Linked DNA regions of Zea mays: all the other regions are linked to region 1. A link is a contact called in public Hi-C data. All regions are on one chromosome and are shown on one strand. The core of a region is the stretch at or near the end of the contact, and the rest is flanking DNA. Distances in the headings are between cores, read along the strand shown. Region 1 holds the start of LOC100277986. Region 2 holds the start of LOC100279531. Region 3 holds the start of LOC100277519. Region 4 holds the start of LOC100279417 (Protein WALLS ARE THIN 1).

Evidence for each region. Hi-C and Micro-C count contacts between places; a contact is called where the count stands out from the background.
Region 2: a contact with region 1 is called in a Hi-C map of leaf, with 3 times the contacts expected there. The contact joins the promoter of LOC100279531 here to the promoter of LOC100277986 in region 1. A contact is called at or near these places in 2 of 25 Hi-C or Micro-C datasets (ear and leaf).
Region 3: a Hi-C map of leaf shows a contact between it and region 1, with 6 times the contacts expected there. The contact joins the promoter of LOC100277519 here to the promoter of LOC100277986 in region 1. A contact is called at or near these places in 4 of 25 Hi-C or Micro-C datasets (ear, endosperm, leaf and 1 more).
Region 4: a Hi-C map of ear shows a contact between it and region 1, with 3 times the contacts expected there. The contact joins the promoter of LOC100279417 here to the promoter of LOC100277986 in region 1. A contact is called at or near these places in 2 of 25 Hi-C or Micro-C datasets (ear and tassel).

What each region holds. Positions count from the first base shown.
Region 1 is chr4:53,114,332-53,117,698 of Zm-B73-REFERENCE-NAM-5.0, forward strand. It overlaps LOC100277986, which reads left to right and starts at 1,630. Exons shown (of 3, transcript NM_001151413.1): 1 at 1,630-2,032. The coding sequence starts at 1,779.
Region 2 is chr4:52,612,446-52,615,812 of Zm-B73-REFERENCE-NAM-5.0, forward strand. It overlaps LOC100279531, which reads left to right and starts at 1,554. Exons shown (of 6, transcript NM_001399047.1): 1 at 1,554-2,099; 2 at 2,245-2,314; 3 at 2,404-2,522; 4 at 2,635-3,367. The coding sequence starts at 1,811.
Region 3 is chr4:52,710,079-52,713,445 of Zm-B73-REFERENCE-NAM-5.0, forward strand. It overlaps LOC100277519, which reads right to left and starts at 1,616. Exons shown (of 3, transcript NM_001151053.2): 1 at 1,215-1,616; 2 at 49-114. The coding sequence starts at 1,488.
Region 4 is chr4:52,773,251-52,776,617 of Zm-B73-REFERENCE-NAM-5.0, forward strand. It overlaps LOC100279417 (Protein WALLS ARE THIN 1), which reads right to left and starts at 1,548. Exons shown (of 4, transcript NM_001152429.1): 1 at 1,188-1,548; 2 at 1,003-1,065; 3 at 381-900. The coding sequence starts at 1,399.

The sequences.
Region 1 (3,367 bases), core at 380-2,879:
GCGACCTCGGCCTAATATATCGGACCAGGCTGGCCCGACACTAAATTATTTCGGGTCGTGTTGTGTCTGGGCCGTGTTTTTTTCTATGCTTCGGGCCAGTCTATCAGATCTGCCCTAAATGTACACCTATACACTCAGTCGAACAAACATCAATTAGCTTTGAGGGCCAGTTGATTAGAAGTAAGGCCGGATATCAAGCCAACTCGTCTCGGCTCATCCGAGTTCGAGCTGGCTCGTTAAGTTAATAAGCTGGCTCGACTCTTCGTTAAGCTAATGAGTTATAGAGTCATCTCGGCTAGCTTGACTCGTTTACGAGCTCGAGCTGACTCGTTTAGCTCGCGATCTAGATCAGAAAAAAACAATATGTATATAATAATCAATTTCTAGTTAATTTCAAACTAATTTAATAATATAAATAATAATTATACTAATAGTTTCACAGACCACATCAATGTAACATCAAATTAACACAACTCATCACTTATCAATTCACAAGTTACAATTTACACACATATTAATCAATTTAACTCATAGTTATATTCGCATAGACCAATTAAACATATAGAAACAATTTATCAATCATTAGTTTAATTTATACACTATAAACACCATACATACAGATAGCATGTTCATCAATTGTTACGTAAATAATATGTATAATTTCATTTTGCAGAAACCAGGGCCGTTCCTGGCTTTTCAGGGGCCGAGTGCGAAATCTGATATCGAGGCCCATCCACACACAAATATAATTATATATATATATAATTATACATATATTATCAAATATTTGACATATAAAAATTATTATGTACTATTTTGAAGTTTACAAGATAACAAATGTAAAATATAGCAAAAAGCACTTGTTATCTGATATTATTAAAAATATCTTTTAACATTTTGTGATACAAATTCATCTCTTATATCATTGAGATCAATCTCATCCAACAACTTTTTTTTTCGATATATAGAATCACCAAGCCATTTAACATCTCTTGAGTTATTGTTGATAAAAAATAGTTCACAAAAATATTTCAATTTTAAAAAGCTTCTCTCTGCCAAAGCAACCATCATATGTATAGTTTATAATACTCTCCCTATATCAAAATAGAATTTGTTTTGCTTCTTTAGTGGATTCATCATCATCAATATAAACATAAAAATCAAGAATTAAAACAAATACTATTTTGAAACGGATGGAGTATTCGATAAGTAATTAAGACAGTTTAAGAATATAAACGAGACTAGTCGATAACTCGTTACCGCATCGCTCTTTACGTATTTATGTCTATAATAGATAGGTTTAACAGGAAAAAATGCTACCGTATAGTGGCTAGGGACCCTCTATTTTTGGGGTTCGATGCGGCCGCACCCTTGACACCCCCACAGAGACGGCCCTGGCAGAAACGTGATATCTCGTTTAGCTTGTGAGCTGGCTCATAAATGAACCGAGCTATGATATCAGCTTAGCTCGTGGAAAATTCAACGAGCAGATCTAAATCAAATCGAGTTGATCACTGATCGAGCGAGCGGACGAGACACGATTATTTCGTCGACCTTGCCACTTTGTCAGATCCTACCCACGGAGGATTACGGTCCATGAAGCGAGAAGCGCAAACGCACAAGAGGTCCATGAGCTGCTTCCAGCCCGGAACCGAGGCTAACTCCGCCAGCCGACTCGGACCGGTGGTGGTGTCGTGGAAGCTGCGCAGCCACGGGCGGGCCTGTTCGCTGTTCGCAGCCGTGCCTCGATCGCCGCCCGTGCCAGAGGTCTCTCTCCAATGGCGGTGACGAGCGCCGCAGCCCGCCGCTTCCTCGCGCTCGCGCCCGCCCGGGGACCCCGCGCCTTCTGGTCGGCCTCGTGTCCACCCGACCCCGACGCACCTTCCGCCTCGTCGACGTCTACCGACAACAACAGCAGGAGGAAGAAGAAGGAGCCGTCCGGGTCCGCCCACCACCGCCTCGCCGCCGTCATGGACGCCGTCAACGAGCGCAAGCTCCCACCCGAGCTCAGTGGGCGCGGCAACGCAGTAAGGTCGGTGTCTCAGCCCCAGGTCCCTCCTCCATACCGTTCCCAGGAAAAAAAACCGTAGCTTGGTTGTGCTGTGCCGGGGCAATTGAATCTAGATTCAACATGATGTAGGCTGAAAGAATAGTTGTTCATACGGTTTGCTAGTTCAGTGCAATTTGTTTCACAAAATGCTACACGGAAGAATATCCACCATGCCGGCGCATTCAGTCATTCACAATTTCGCAGGCTAACCTTCACAAAAAGTCAAGTCTTTACTGATAGACAAAGACATGATAGGGTCTCTGAAGCACTACTCTAGGAGTGAAAAAGTACAGTGTTTTCCGTTGTGCTACCATTCCTCATCAGCGCTACTAAGGCCTCACATCTTGTTTTTCCCCAACTCAAATGTCCATTTCTAGATTTACCCTATCAGCTTCTTCTTGCATGTCAATACCTACAAGGCTACAACCTCTTTTTAATCACGCATGTGCATTTTGTACAATTACCAAATATTGTTTGTTTTAAGGTATCTCCGGGGTGATGATTTATGGTGGACCCAGCCGGAAAAATATAGGATGGACAATTGCAATTTAAATGAACCACTTTTACCTCTAGATTTTATCTTCTTCATGCCAAGATAAGAGGGACACCACGACCTTGGGCCGTCATTGTTGCTCCATCCATGGCCGCCGACACAAGGCGACCTTGGTTCGTCTCTCCAAATGTTTCAATACGTGGCACTACAACCTCTTTTTAATCATGTTGTATCTGCATTTTGTACAATTATCATACCAAATGTTGTTTATTTTAAGGTACCTCTGGGGTAATGATCAATGGTGGACCCAACCGAAAAAGTATAGTCTGAAGTCTGAAGTCTAGAACTAGAACCCTAGAACTCTGAAGTCTGAACTTAAGTACTGATTACTGAACACAGAATCACAGAATCACAGAAGACTGAGAGACACGTACCTTCTGAAGAGGTGTTCGTCTCTGGTCCCTGGTGTTGGTCACTTGTTTTCAATTGTTGTGAATTAAAAACAAGGCAACACAATGTTAAACGTTATATGACCTTCGTCTTATCAAGCATTATCTTTTCTCAAAGATAAAGACTCTTGGACGAAGGTCACGATGAGTATAAGATTACTCATAAACAATCCTTCTTCTAAGGTTGTTAATAAGTAAGAGTTTAGAACAAAAAGCATTCATGTTTAAGGGATAAGCAAATAACGTAGGATAAATGCTTCATCGGGTTTAGGGTGATAGAGACAATGTGTAATGAGATTCTTGGTAATTATACCAAGAAAGAAGACCAACTAATGACCACTGCTTTCGGCACTCGATTACACATTGTCTCTATCA
Region 2 (3,367 bases), core at 304-2,803, 500 kb before region 1:
ACCTCTCAAATAAATGTGTTTGTAGCTACCACTACACCACATGTGTGTTTATGTCTACATCTATTATAGTAAAAACATATAATACATCTCTCCCGAAGCCCACCTGCTACCCTTGCACAATGTGTAGTAGTAGATAAGTATCACTGAGATTATTAAATTATATTTTTGGATTGAGGGAGTAGTATTTAAAAAAGAGCCTTGCATGCAATTTCTTTTGTTTGAATAATGTTTTCAACTTAAATACTTTTTTTTTGCATGTGTAACATTTATTCTCCGTAATATTTTTCCATGGATCTAACTTATAAATCATTTTCATAAACCAATGTCAAAGATGAATCCATGTTTCTTACTTGGAAACCCCGAACAAACACCACTAGCACGAGGCGCTCGCGTTGGCGTCGCTCACCGACGACGAGAAAAAACTTGGCGACTACCAGTTCGACCTCTGGAAGCAGTCCTACATGGCCCATGCGCCGCTGTGTACGGCAAGCTCCGGCGCAGCCGCCGCTTGGACGTGGTCCAGAGCGGCTGCACCGCGCTGTCCATCGTCAAACATGGGGACCTCATGGTCGTCGCGAATGTCGACGACTCTCGGGTTGTTCTGGGCATCACAACCTACTACGACGCCATCACGCCGTCTAGCTCATCATCCACCTGAAGCCTAACCTGCCACGTAAGTCGCTACTGACCGGCCATGAATTCTTGTGCGCTGGAATGACGACCATTGTTGTTGTTGTGTGAGTGCCCTCGAACAAGATGTATGTAGAGGAGTAGCACATCCGGTGGTGCAACGACCAGGTGTACTACCTCGCTGATGAGCCCGGGGTGCACTTCATTTGGCAGCCCAGCCAAGAGTGATCGGTACTCACCATATCGCGCGCGTTCGACGACTATTATATCAAGGATTGTGGCGTCATCTCGACACCGGAAGTGAGCAGAGGTGGACCGATAACAATGACCACTCGCCATCGTCGGGGTACCTTTTGTGCCGATCTGCCTTTAATTCTCTTCGCAAACACACACTTGCATTTTTTGTTTAAGCAAGCGTGTATGGTGGTGCGTGCCTGATGACTAACGATGTACGACGGAACTTCTACCGGCAGGTGTGGCGCGTGCTCTCCAATAATGAGACCATGCAAATCATGACATATATCGAAGTCTGCATGATACTGATGGTTGCAATGTAGTAGTGAAACAACTAAATTAAAATAACAAAATTTATGTATGGCTAGGATCACAAATGGATTATGAAATATTTTCTTATAACAATATAAGACACATTTTGTATATAAGTTATCATGATATTATATGTTTCCCGTTGCAACGCACGGGTACTGACCTAGTAAATTATTATGTTAATTAAGTTGATAGTTATTGTTTATTAAAATAAAGAGAATGAGATATAGATGATTGAATTTAGATGATGTTGTTAGAGATAAAGAAGATACAAAAGATTGCATCTTTTAGAAGTTGTTTTAAATGACATATAATATTAAATATTTTTTGAGGGAATAAAACTAGGGAACGTTGAAGAGTCCCGTCCCGTCGTGCACCAACATGCCGCCGCAGCTGCTCGCCAGCTCCATTATTGCCTCTACTCCGCCATCTCCTTCCTAATCGCTCGCCTCGTTTCATCACCTGAGCTCTCCTAATCTCATTCACCGTTGCTTGCTCTTTGAATTGCCTTTGCCCCCATTTGCTTTCCTGTTTCTTCCATCCCATCCGTACCAGCTGACGGTGCCCGGGTTCCATGCCCAGCGGCCAGCGCCTTGTGACCTGATCCGCGGCTCGTCCATTCCTCCCTCCGTGAATGGCTCCTCCAGCAGGGTCTGGGGCAGCGACGGAGGGAGGGCCGGCACGGCGGCGCGGCACCGGCACCGGTACCAGCCCCGGCCGCACCAAAGTGTGGGTCGAGCCGCCGGGCAAGAGCCACCACCAGACCCCGGCGCGGTCGCTGCCCCCGCCCTCGCCCCCGGCCCCGTCGGTGGCGGCCAAGAGGGTGTCCGTGGTGTACTACCTTTGCCGCAACCGCCATCTGGAGCACCCGCACTTAATCGAGGTGCCGCTCGCCGCCCCGGAGGAAGGTCTCTACCTGCGAGGTCAGTCAGCCATCCCTCTCTCAATAAAGGTGCCGCCTTCCGGTTCCATCTGGGGGTTCCAAATTCGCCATAAACTCGCTCGCCGTGCGTACCAACAACTAGCTAGCTCATGATGCGAGTCGCGTTAATGGCGTTGCTGCTGCAGATGTGATTAACCGCCTCAACGTGCTGCGCGGGAAGGGCATGTCCTCCAAGTATTCCTGGTCTTGCAAGAGGTACTGCTGCATTTCGCAAGCCAACCTTTGTTTTTTGCTTTTGTCTGCTGTTCCCTCCTATTGTAATTTGTATCGCATGGCATCGCCAGGAGCTACAAGAACGGCTTCGTGTGGCACGATCTGTCCGACGACGACCTGGTGCTCCCCGCGCAGGGCAACGAGTACATCCTCAAGGGCTCCGAGCTTCTTGACCGCTCGCCGCCGCTAGGTATCTCCACGACTGACTGACTGATTGGTTCTGTGTGTGTGGCCTGGCCTCTGAATGTTTTCATTTTCATCAGATCTTGGTCCAATTTGTGCTTGTGCTTTTCTTGTTTCAGATCGGCAGCAGAATGGCGTTAGCAACCCAAAGGTGGAGGGCCTCAAGCCATGCAAGGAAGAGTCCCCTCAGTCGCGGGGCTCGCAAGAAGGATGCTCGTCGTCATCGTCTTCGTCTGCCCTTGGCAAGGAGATCTCACCTCCACCTGCCACTCGACGGCCACAGCAGCAGGCGCAATCAGCAGTGCTGCCATCGTCGTCGGCTTCCACCAACCATGAAGATGACCTGTGCCCGACCGCGCATTCAGGCTCGTCCGGCAACCAGTCCCCTGAACCTGCAGGAAGAAATGCTCCATTGTCAGAGGCTAGCTCCCCGGGACCTTCCGAATACAGGGTCTGCAGACCCATCGGAGCTCAGGATGCCGCGACACAAACAGATGACAGTGAGAGGGATGTTGCTAAAACCCATACTTGCGTGGTCGGAGTGTCCATGGATACGACGTTAGATGCTGAGATTCAGGAATGTCATCAAAGGAGCTCACTGCTGTCACCAAAGGTACCCAAGATTGTTCAGGAATCACCGGCCCTGTGTTCCTCTGATGCTTCACCGGGTGTCAGAGTTGAGACCTTGGAGTCCCTAATAAGAGCAGAAGCCTGTAGGAGAAGTAGCTTTAGAACACTAGAGGAGGAACACATGCTTGGCCCAATTGGTGTGAAACTGAAGCCAGCCAATTTGCTAATGCAGCTTATCACTTGTGGATCTATATCTGTTAAAGAACACCGAGGCTTTGGGTT
Region 3 (3,367 bases), core at 366-2,865, 400 kb before region 1:
TGAAGAACATGACTGGGTAAAAAGGAAGTGATCAACGGCACAACTTGCCTTCAACGAGCTCCTGCTCAGCAGACTCTACCAGCTGAGGCCCTAGATCCTCTGTAGCTTGCTCGTCTACTCGCATCAACACAATACATACATAGTATAGTAAAAATTAACATCACACCAAACATGTAAATAAAATACACAATAATAATCTAGACAGTAAAATAAGATCCTAGGAACATGAATCATTAGTTTGGAGTTATAGTTATTTAGTTATGAATTTCTGAAGCTATTAAGCACTTAGACTAGATTAATTCAAATGAACAATTTTAATTCAAGTTTTATGGCTAAACAATGTTACTAGTTGATAGACAATATTAATACAAAATTATTGCAACTGGAATGACTCAATTTGGAGTTAAAATAAATTTAATATGATTTATACTTGTTTCTAGAATTTTTTTATATTAAAAATCAATTTCTATAATTATTTATCTATTTCTTTAGTTCTCTGGTCTACGCGCCAAATTCTAGAAAGGCCAGGGGCTTTCTCGCAAAAACCCCACAGACTCAGATCTAATGCGCTGATGGACGGCGGGTTGATTGGCCAGAAACAGAGGGGCTCGTTAGTAATTTTTATCAACTGAAGCGGTATCGGCCATCTCTGGCCATCCAATCAGAATCAGACGCGCCAGATCATAACGTGAACCGTTACGAGCCCGCGAGCGCAGGATCCCGATCCAACGGTCTACAAGTATGGTTTCCTTTCGCCCGCACATCCGATGATCATCGGCCGAGATTGACACGGCCGAATCGGTACGCTAGCTCACATCGTGAACGTTGATAATGAATCTAACGGTTGCGCATCAATCCGGCTGAGCGGCTACGGTCATCCGATCCCCACCGTACAACACGGGATCAACGGTCGTCGGCCTTCTTCTACCTCACCGGTTCTCTCTCTCTTCTTTTTTTTTCTCCAGCTAATCCGCTGCGGACGAGCGCCATGGACGCGACAACAAACTATTCCGAGCTCGCCATTCGAGCCCTATCTACCGCCCGGACGCCTCTGCTCCTACCTTACACGGCCACACATTCATCTTCTTTCCTACCCCCATGACCAGACTTGACGGCGCTACCCGACACACTTGTTGATAGACCAAAGCCCGAGCCTACAAACTGCTACCTGCACAGAAATATAAAGCGGAGACAGCTAGAGTGGTGATTCTCACTAGAATTCCCGACGCTCGGCTCGATTTGGCGATGAAGGCCCGGTCCGGTGAAATGCCGACCGCGCCCATCCACGGTTCGTCCGCCTGGCGTGCGCTGTGAAATCCCCACTGCAGTATAATTACGCCGAGACCCTTGCTTCCAGGTTGCCGTGTGGCAATGCTTCGCGCGTACTCCCCAGCGACTTTGCACGGCACCTTGCTTGAAGCCGCAGCTCCGCCAGAACCCGTACACTCGCGGCTCTCTCTCTCTCCGCATTCTCTCTACTAGGGCCATGTTTGTTGCTGCAGCCTAGGATTGGTCACGAGTGGAGAAAGGAGCATGGCGCGCCGCTTTTAACCATGGAGTCTTGGACTCCTGAGTCGAACGCCGAGGTCTCCGCGATTACGGTTGAATCCCACCGCGCACGGAGTCTGCGATGCCCTCCGCCAGCTACGGGTAGAAGACCCCTTCTCTGCCTCTGGTAAACCGGACCCACCAGTCATCCACGTCGCGCGCGCAAGAGGAAAGGAAAGTACTGACTCGGTGGGGCCACATGACAGCGACGCAAGGAGAATGACACTCGATTAGGTGCCCGACACGTGGGTCCACCAGGTCAGGAGAAATGGCTGCGGACGGTTGGTTAGTGGGCCGACCCAGGAAAAGCCAGCCCAAGCCGTGAATTTCTCTTTTTTCCTTTTTCTTTTCTTTTTCTTTTCTTTCATAATTTCTGTTTTCAAATTCTAATTTTCAAATTTGAACTTGTCTCACAACTTTGAACACAAATGCAAAAATACAAGAACCCAGCATATAATGCATATTTAATTTATACATTTATTTACACTAGTTAATAGTTCACTTGAGCCCATTTTTGGATTATGCAATAAGAAGTAAACCAAAACAAATAATCCCATAACCCCTTTTTTTATTTATAATACCCAATACTTATACATTTTTATAAATCCAATTATTTGGGTATTACAAATCTTACCCCACTTACAAAGAATCTCGTCCCCGAGATTTAGGAAGGACTAGGGAAAAGATGGGAAAAATCTATGCGAAGCTCTTCTTCTCTCTCCCAAGTAGCTTCATTTTCTCCATGATGGCTCCATTGCACTTTGCACATCTTAACAACCTTATTTCTTGTAACTCGAGTCAAAGTTTCAAGAATCTTGGTAGGATATTCCGTATACGTTAGATCATCTTGAACACTAAGATCCTCCATTGGTAGTTGCTCCTCAGGTACCCTGAGGCTCTTCTTTAGTTGTGACACGTGGAAGACATCATGTACATTCGCAAGATGATCGGGTAGTTCTAGTTGATATGCCACTTCTCCCACTCGCTTTAAGATCAGGAAAGGTCCAATGAAGCGAGGGGACAATTTTCCTTTAACTTTAAATCTCCTCATACCCTGGATCGGTGACACCTTTAGATACACGTGATCACCCTCCTTAAACTCCAGCAGTCTTCTCCGGGTATCAGCATAGCTCTTCTGTCTTGATTGTGCAATTCTCAAATTCTCTCTTATCATTCGCACTTGTTCTTCTACCTCTTGTATAAGTTTAGGCCCAAAGAACCGCTTTTCACCAGTTTGATCCCAGTATAGAGGAGTCCTGCATTTTCTACCATATAGAGCCTCAAACGGTGACATCTTCAAACTGGCCTCGTAGCTATTATTATAAGAGAACTCCGCATATGGTAAGCTCTTATCCCAACTTCCACCATGTTTAAGAGCACAAGCTCTTAACATATCCTCCATCACTTGGTTAGTCCTCTGTGTCTGCCCATCAGTTTGGGGATGGTAGGCCGAACTAAAATTCAACTGTATATCCAAGCTCTCATGCAACCTCTTCCAAAACCAAGAAGTAAATTGTGATCCTCGGTCCGACACGATCTTCTTAGGCACTCCATGTAGACAAACTATCCGAGTCATATACAATTCTGCTAGCTTGGCTCCCGTGTAATTAGTCCTTACCGGTATGAAATGAGCCACTTTTGTCAATCTGTCTACAATCACCCAAATAGAGTCATATCCAGCAGGGGTGAGGGGTAGTCCAACAATGAAATCCATGCCAATTTCTTCCCATTTCCACTCAGGTATCTTAAGCGGGTGCAATAGTCCAGCTGGTCTTTGATGTTCGGCTTTGACCCTTTGACACACATCACACTTAGCCAC
Region 4 (3,367 bases), core at 298-2,797, 340 kb before region 1:
AATACTCTATCTATGTCTCCACCACATGCATGACAGGTGCCCTGACGTGACATGCAAAAGCTCTAAATTATAAATTGCTTTATTTCTTCAGTTAAAATATATTAAGTTTAATTCAATTATAAAAAATAATAAAGATTTATAACACTAAATAAGTATAATGTACAAATATAACTAATAGAAACCAAATAATATTGATTAGGCATTATAAGTATCATCATATAAATTTGATTAAGCCTGAGATACTTTGGCTCTACACAAGAGTTGGAATAGCGTATTATTATATATAGTGCAATATGTATATACTTCATAATAAGATAGGAGTACGTTGTCGTAGCATGCAGCAACCTAGCTAATAAGTAGAGAGAGATATATATACTCACGGCATATAGGATGGTGAAGAGCTCGGATCCGGAGTGGAACTTCCATGCGTCGGCGTCCCTCTCCATGAAGGCGGCGATGATGAGGAACTGGATGACGCCGAAGAAGCAGGTGTAGGAGGTGACGGACAGCCGTGCCGGGTACTTCTTCAGCACGGGAGCCTGCAGCACCAGCCAGCCGGACCACGACAGGCAGTGCCCGATCAGGTACACGCAACCCAGCGTCCAGTTCTTGTCGCCGGCCACCGCCTTGCTGGTTGACGCCAGCTCGAGGCCGCCGCCGCCGCCGGGACCGAAGATGGTGGGGCCCTTGTAGAGCGTGATGACGGATGCCCCCGCCACGCACGCCAGCGTGCCCGCCACCTTGGCTACGCCGTCGCGGCGGTCCAGCCGGACCTTCTCGATCCGCAGCGCCGCGGCCATGGCGAAGGTGATGGCCGGGACCGAGTTCTGGATGGCGGACGCGAACGTCGGCGACGTGTTGTCCAGGCCCAGGAGGTAAAACCCTTGGTTCGCCGTGATGCTGATGATGACAACAAGCATGCATGCGTGCATAATTACTACGATTTACTGTATCAGTCATGCATGATGGGCATGCATGCATATGTTGGTGTCGGTAGCTTACCCGCAGAGCGCGAGAAAGAAAAACTGGACGACGAAGTTGAGGGTCAGCTGCGGCCTGTCTTTCCTGCAGCAGGGGCCGGGCACGCACGCACATACGCAGGCAGTTCATATACATCATCAGCTAGCAGCAGCAGCAGCGAAATAAAAAAAAACATGCATGCAAGCAATTGTGCCAGCAGTGCGTACTTCTCTAGAAAGTAGGCGAAGGGCACGAGGAGGCAGAGCGCGATGATGTTGCGGTAGACGGGGAAGACGAGCTTGCTGATGCCCATGTTGAGCGCCAGCCGCGACACCACGTGGAAGCCCGCGTAGCCGAACTGCAGCGCCAGCATCGCAACGTGCAGCTGCGCCTTCTCCGGCATGCCGCACACCCGCCGCCCCTCCCCCGCATCTGCCATTTTGCGATCGCTAGCGGCGTTGCCTAGCCGACCGGCGACACACCCGGCTAGCCGAGCTAAGCTATAGCTTGCTCGCTAGCTAGCTAGCTAGGCCGAGATCGAAGAACAGGTGTGTGAGAGAGAGAGGAGGGGGACTATATTCAAGCAAGAGCACCAAGAGTGGGGAGTGAGTGAGCTCCGGAGGGGGTGGCTATATAAAGGGCAGCAAGTGCAAGCCAGAGTGAGAGGAGTATAGCGACCGACGGAATGTCCGAGGCCGAGGGAGAGTGGTGTTGTACTGTGAGCTCCACACTACTGCATGTGGGCCCCAAGGTTGGAGCGGCAAAAGAAAGAGAGAGAACAGAGAGGGATGTGGCTATAAATGACCAAACGGGCGGCCCGGTCCAGCCCTGACACGGTCAAACACGGCATGGTTAGGGTACGTTCCGTTTGGCCCGTTTAATAGCCGTGTCGTGCCGGCACGGCACTAGTATCTTAACCTACGCCCAAGCACGGCACTGAACCTCCTTAGCCGTGCCGTGCCGGCACGGTAGGTCCGGGCAGCCCGTACAAGAAAACGTTGAAGAAGTATCGGTAAATTTGAGAGTGTCGGCCCAGACACTCTTAATACTGTAAAAGTGTGGCTTTTTACTGTACCGAAACTCTTAAATTAAGAGTGTCGGGGTGCCGAGAAAACCCACACTATTAATTTAAGAGTGTCGGGGTACCGCGAAAGCAGCAAACTCTTATTTTTTAACCCTACCCAAACACGACTGCTCTGTCTTCCTCAGCCGCGCCGCGTCCTCACCAAAAATCCCGCGCCCGCCCATTTCTCCCCTACCGCGCCGCCGCCGTTTCTCCCTCCCGCCGCGTCGCCGTCTTCCTCTGCGTCGTCGCCTTTTGTCCCTCCCGCCGCGCCGCCCTCCCGTGCCCTCCCCCGCGCCACGCAGAGCCACCCCTCTCCCGCGCCCTGCAACTGCGCCGCGCCGCCCTCCCGTGCCTGCAGCCGCGCCGTGCCGCCCTCCCGCGCGTTGCAGCCGCGCCCTCCCCCGCGCTGCTCCTGCCGCGCCGCACCGCGCCCTCCCCCGCGCACCGTGCTTCAGCCGCGCCGCACCCTGCCGCGCGCGACCTTGCTCCACAGCCACGCCGCGCCCTCCCCCGCGCGGCTTGCTCCATAGCCGCACCGCCCCTGCACTAGCCGGGCCGCCCCACCGCCTCGCCGCCCCACCGCATCTTCACGGAGAGCGCCAAGCTACCAAACGAGGCACTGCTCGAGTGCTTTAGCGCCATGTCACAGCTGTCGCTCTTCGCGCCGCGTCGCCCCTGCACCAGCACCGCCGCGCCGCTACCGTAGCACGAGGGGCACCACGCGCTCAGGTAATCAGCTCTTAGTCTCTCAATCTCGATGTGCAATATAGATATAAATTTTATTGCTGATTGTTGATTATTTTCTTGTATATTATTGTTACTCATGGGCACTAAATTAAGTAACTGTATTAAGTAACTGAATTATGTAATTGTACTTGGTACAACGCTAAAATAGATGTAACTAAACTCGGAACAATTGCTTTAGTGTTTAACTATTTATAAATGGCCTTTTCATGCCTAAGTGTATATATGTTGTTAAATATGTGTCTTTTTCTTTAGCTTTGAATATGAGTGACGATCGAAGAAGGGCGATGTACGATGGATTCGATAGTGTCACTCATGGGCACTCTGATGCATGGGTGAGAGTTGCAGATGAATTCATGGCACTCGCATTTGCTGGTGATGCTCGTTTAGCGAGGTGCCGTGTATAAAATGTCGGAACTTGGTTCGGTTGAAAAAAGTGGAGCTCTCGTATCATGTTTTCAAACATGGCTTTATGCCGAACTATCTGGTATGGCATGAGCATGGAGAGGTGGACCATACTATTGAGTCAGATGGGGACCAGGATGTAGACCGAATGGAAGAGATGTTGGATGATATTAGGAATGAGTACCCAGAACT